Linked DNA regions of Macaca mulatta: region 2 is linked to region 1. A link is a contact called in public Hi-C data. All regions are on one chromosome and are shown on one strand. Each heading gives the region's core, a stretch centred on a gene start, on an enhancer-like site or on the middle of the called end of the contact. The rest is flanking DNA. Distances are from core to core; before and after follow the strand shown.

Region 1 (2,747 bases), core at 141-2,640:
TCTTGCTCCCAGGGTGCAATGGACCGCCCCCCCCCCCCGTTCGCCCTTTAGACCCTTTGGCATTGCAATCTGGGAGTTGGAGTCCGGGGTACGCAGGTAGCTGGGCGTTGTCAGGATTACAAACTCTCCGCTTTAGGCTTCCTCTTGAAGAGCAGATCTCAGGGACAGTGGTGAAGAGAGGGTGGTAACGGGCAGGCGGAACTCTCCACAGTGCCACCACCACGCAAGGCAGGGATGCTCAGGATACAATTAACTGATAAAATTAACTGTCAGGACGGGAGAGAATTAGGAACCACAGTCATCCAACACGCCACCAAAAGCGTCATTTTCTGTCGCAAATGGCTTTTCTCTTTACCAATATGGTGGCCTGGTCCAGCCACACCTGATGCTAGAACCGAACAGTCCAGTACAACATCCCTAGGAACACTGCTGTCACCGACAGGCGACCAGCTCCATCCAACACCACACCTTGTTCCTTTCTGTTCATGCCTGAGGACTCCAAGGGCATGATAGCCCATATCCCATTACCAAAATGGCGAAAGTAGCAGCCTTCTTGTGAGGGCCTGCGGAAGACAATACGCCTGCGCGGGAGGCTTCTGTGTTACGGAGTGGGAGGGGAGCACTCCCAACACGCCTGCGCAGGACGGAGTCTTCTTAGTTTGCACACAAACACCAATGGATGAAGAGTCCCTGGCTTCCTGCGGCTGCGCCTTGACCCCTACAAGCTTTCCCAAGCGCCTGCGCGAGCCCTCAGGTCCCGCCCTTTTGTCTCAGTGCGCTGGCGCACGGCAGAAAGGTGGGGCTTCGGTCCTCCAGACGAATGCCAGCGCGGCTGCGCGCTGGGGGGTACTCCCTCACCGCGGCTGCGCGGGAGCCAGGCCGCCGGCTGTCACTGCGGTTGCGCGCGGCGAGCGCCGATCCCGGGGCGCCTGCGCGGGTGGCTTTGCGGGCGCTCGCGGTAAGTTTGCGCCAAGTGCGCGGCAGCCGGGACGCAGACGGCGGCGGCGGCGAGAGGCGGAGCCCGGGGACCACCCCCCATCACCCTCCCCCCAGTCACCTCACGTACCACAACCTCACCTAACCTCTTACCCCCCCCCGTCCGATACCCCCAGCCCCGGGATGGCAGCGCCCGCCAGCCTTCCCGGCCGGACCGGCGGTCGCCAGTGCCGGCTTTAGCCTGTGGGACTAGGCCCTGCCGAGGCCTGACCCCTGGAGCCAGGACCCACTGTGCAGCCAGCAGCCGGGCCGGGACTGAGGGGCTGCTCCCCCCTCGCGGCCCGTCGGGAGGACGCTGTCGTCCCGGGGACTGGGGGCCGGGGGGTGGGGGGGAGCCAGGGCGAGGAAGTCGGGACCCGTGTTGGGAAAAAAGAAGCGGGACCGGGGTCAGGAGCGCCCCCTACCCCCACCTCCCCCCTCCCCCCGGGGTTGGGGGGGCCGGAGCAGAGAGCACCCAGCCCGGGAGGTGGATGAATGTGGGAGAAAATGGAGACCAAGACGATCGTGTACGACTTGGACACATCAGGGGGGCTGATGGAGGTAAGAGTGGCCCTCCTCATCCCCTTCCCCCAGCGCCGGGAGGGAACCTCCGCCCTCCGCCCCACAAAGCCGGTCCTAAACTCGAAGCGCCCAGAGAACCGAGGGAGGGGGATTCTTCCTCACTTAGCCTCTCCCTCCCCTCTTTGCAATTTAGGGGGCTGAGCTCAGCCTCCGAGGACGTTTGCAGCAGTTTCACCTACCCGCCGCCCTCGATTCGCTCTCCCCAGGCGCCAGCCCACTCCATCTCGTTGCACCGGCAGGCCTCCCCACCCCCTTCTTGTTGGCCCCTTTGTGCTTCCCCCAGCACGTCCGGGTACCGGGCTTCGGGCCTCTCCAGAGCCAGGCTTTGGAGTCCCCCACTGTCCATACAAGGAAGTGGCCAAGAAGGGAACCGCGCACCCTCTTCCCATCCCCCTACCCTTGATCCTCCCCATTTGGAAGAAGCTGTTCTCGTTCTTGTGCTGCAGGAACGCGGTTAGGGTGGGCTCCCCCTGGTTCCGGGGGCTGAGAGGTTCTGGGAGCAGCCTGGATGGGAGGAAGAAGGACAAAAGGGGGGAGAGGGGTGGGTGACGGAGAAGCCGCGCCGGGGGGGCGACGGACCGCCCGGGAGCTCCGAGTGTGCACACACGCCGTTTGTATGTGTGTGCAGCAAATCCAAGCTCTGCTGGCCCCCCCCAAGACGGACGAGGCAGAAAAGCGGAGTCGGAAGCCTGAGAAGGAGCCCCGGAGAAGCGGCAGGGCCACCAACCACGACAGCTGTGATAGCTGCAAGGAAGGTGGAGATCTCCTGTGCTGCGACCACTGCCCGGCTGCCTTCCACCTCCAGTGCTGGTAAGGTCCGGGGACCCTTCTCTGCGCATTCCTTCACCCGGCCTGCCCCTGCCTGCCGAAATAACGGGCGCTTGCAGCCGCTAGCTGACTTTCTGCAGCTGCCCGGGCGAGCACCTCCCCGCCCCCAGGTGTCCGCCGGGTTCTGGCAGTTTAGGGGGGAGGAGCAGCGGTGGGTCCGGACCCCGAGGTGGGGGTTGGGAGGAGTGAAGAGAACCCCATATGGGATTGGAAGTCGCTGGGGAGCCGGGACAGAGCCGGCCGGGGACAGCCGGCAGTGGCGGGGGAGGAAGGGGAGGAGCTCCGGGCCCAGCGCCGCTTGCCTGCCCGCGCGCCCGCTGCCCTCGGGGCTCCTGCCCGGCCGGGCTCTCCTTGGGGTGGGT
Region 2 (2,747 bases), core at 85-2,584, 340 kb before region 1:
TCTGGAGATGGATGATGGTCATGGTTCTACAACAATATGAATGTACCTAATGCTCCTGAACTGTACACTTAATATTAAGATGGTAAGTTTTATATTATGAATATTTTACAATTAAAAAAATCCCCAATCTATAACATACATTGAGAAAAGTACATTTTACCTGTATATTGTTTAACAAATAATCACCACCAAATATATGTATAATCACCACCTAGCCCCCAAAATGAAATATTATCAGTAACCTGTGTCCCTCCCCATCACAACCCTCTTTTCCTGAGTAAGCACTATCATGGCTCTAACATTTGCTTTTGAAAATCATACTGTGATGTGGTAATGCAGGATAAGTTAAATCTACACTACAACACGCTACAGAATATTTCTTTAAATTTCATTTTTTCCATAAGTGCAAAAAAAATCCCACTTAATAACTTTTAAATGCTCTTTCTCCCCTTCCTTTGCTCTTGAAACTTCATATTCTAAAACCTATTTTGGTGCCATAGTTGACCTCACCTGCAGTTTAATTAAAAAAAAAAAAAAAAAAACCACAACCTTCAGTGTAGATTTTCATTCCTCCCGCTCCCCCTTGCCTCCAACTACAAAGAAACAATGATTTAAACCCTTTGTGCCCTTTTAGAAAATTACACAGATACCCCATTGTGGAACCCTATAATCCCTTCGTGGAAAGGAAGAGATTAGCATATGAATACAAAGCAAAATGAATCCAGAATACAAAATGATCTACTGGATTGTGAAGCTCTTGTATTCTTAAAAATGTATTTATTTCCTCTTTTTGTATTGCCCCTTTAGTGGTCTTAGGGTTAAGGGAATTGAGCTTCCCTTTCTGGTTACCCGGAAAAGGATTAACAACAAAAAACAACAAAAAACAAAAAAACCACCAGATTCTAATAGGTGCAAAACCAACAGATGGCTCCCAGCGCCAGTGGAATCGCCAGTGGAATCTGCTACCCTCGACATGAGCTTGCTTGCCGGCGAGGAGTGTAGAAAGTGCTGTTCGCAGACTGCGTGGTGAAGGAGAGAAAGCGACAGAAGAGAGAGCCATAGTGCTGACGTTGAAGGCCCGGCCCTGTGAGGTTGCACAGGGTAAGTGGCGTTGGCCAGGCGGCAGCGGCGAAGGGGAAGGAAAGAGGATTTGAGCTGGGGGCGGGGCTTGCGGTACAGCGTGGCTCCTGATTGTTGGAGCGCGGCTGCCAATCTCGCAGAATCGCTCGGTTAACCAGTGCGCTGGCGAGACGCGCTCAGATATACTGAGTGAGCCCTGAGAAGCAGTCTCAGATCCTGACGGTGCAGCAGCCCGCAGCCTCAGCCAGGGAGTCCCAGCCGCTTTCAATGGAGGAGAAGCCCGGCCAGCCACAGCCTCAGCACCATCACAGCCACCACCATCCGCACCATCACCCTCAGCAGCAGCAGCAGCAGCCGCACCACCACCACCATTATTATTTCTACAACCACAGCCACAACCACCACCACCACCATCATCACCAGCAGCCTCACCAATACCTGCAGCATGGAGCCGAGGGCAGCCCCAAGGCCCAGCCAAAGCCGCTGAAACATGAGCAGAAACACACCCTCCAGCAGCACCAGGAAACGCCGAAGAAGAAAACAGGTCTGGGAGGGAGGACGGGTGGGGGAAGGGGGTTGGGGGTGGAGGACAGGGGAGATGGGGGTGGGGCTGGATCCGAGAAGCGCGGACGGGGTCGGGATGTGTGTGTGTGTGTGTGCCCTCCGGCTCTGGGGATGCCCCTTTCATTCTAGGGCTCGGGCTGAGCAATGGGGTTTGCAGCGCCCTCCTTCCCACCAGCATGGGAGAGGCCCAGCCAGGCCAGCGTGACCTTCCCGGCCCCCGCCCCGGCTGAAGGGAGACCCACTGGGTCGGCCTTGCAAGTCCAACCTCGTTATTCTTTTCCATTCACCTCTCTGCGTCCCTGGAGTTACCTCAATATGGGGGCCCTGAGATGGGGTAAACCTACCCCCCAAAAAATCCCTCGAGGTGTAACTCAGGAAGGCCTAGCGAATCCCGCCTCGGATGGTGTCGCGAGACCCTTTTGCAGGCGGCCAGGGGTGGGTAGGTAGGCAGAGTTGAGGAAGTGCCCCTCACCCGCCACCCCAAGCCCACCTGTGGCCTTGGGGCTCCCCATCTTGTTGGGGGGGGCTGTTGGGACCCCTCATCTCACGGGTCGTTTCCACCACTAGACGCCTTTTTTGGGCGCCGGACCCCGCAGTCTTGTCCCGCGGCTCCTCCCAAGGCTGGTGCCCCGGGCCCGCTCCCCCCAGAGCCGGCGCGGCTGGAATGTTCTCTCCTCCTCGCGGGGCCGCTTCCTGTCCGCCATGTTGGAAGCCGATTCCTGTCACCGACTCCGGCCCACTGAGGAGCGGGGGGGAAGGGTGTCGAGGGCCACACGGCGCGTCGGAGCTGGGTGACCTGGGATCACCACCGGCCGCCGCCTCGCCCCCTGCACTGCGGGGGCGCCGTCGCCCCCCGCTCCGCGGCCGCCCCTCCCCCGTCACCGGCCGGGGTTGTGTAACCCGGTGGCGGCGCGAGGCCCCGGGCGGGTCCCTGGGGTGAGGGGCGGGGGCGGTTGGGGTGGGGGAGGGAAGCGGCCACGAGGGGAGCGGCCTGCGCAGGGCCCCGCGCGCCAGCGGCCGCGTTTCCCGCTCCCGGGTGCGGCGGGAGGCGCGGGCAGTCGGGGCGGGGAGCCGGCCTCGAAGCGGAGCTGAGGGGGAAGGAG

What was found. Hi-C and Micro-C count contacts between places; a contact is called where the count stands out from the background.
Region 2: a Hi-C map of liver shows a contact between it and region 1, with 2.8 times the contacts expected there. The contact joins the promoter of NUFIP2 here to the promoter of PHF12 in region 1. A contact is called at or near these places in 2 of 14 Hi-C or Micro-C datasets (fetal cortex germinal zone and liver).

Annotation. Positions count from the first base shown.
Region 1 is chr16:37,673,818-37,676,564 of T2T-MMU8v2.0, reverse strand. PHF12 (PHD finger protein 12) reads left to right here and starts at 1,390. Exons shown (of 15, transcript NM_001266285.1): 1 at 1,390-1,536; 2 at 2,186-2,367. The coding sequence starts at 1,471. It overlaps LOC144335396 (a long non-coding RNA gene), which reads right to left and starts at 1,896. Exons shown (of 4, transcript XR_013406245.1): 1 at 1,737-1,896.
Region 2 is chr16:38,016,198-38,018,944 of T2T-MMU8v2.0, reverse strand. It overlaps NUFIP2 (nuclear FMR1 interacting protein 2), which reads left to right and starts at 1,334. Exons shown (of 4, transcript NM_001261811.1): 1 at 1,334-1,624. The coding sequence starts at 1,348.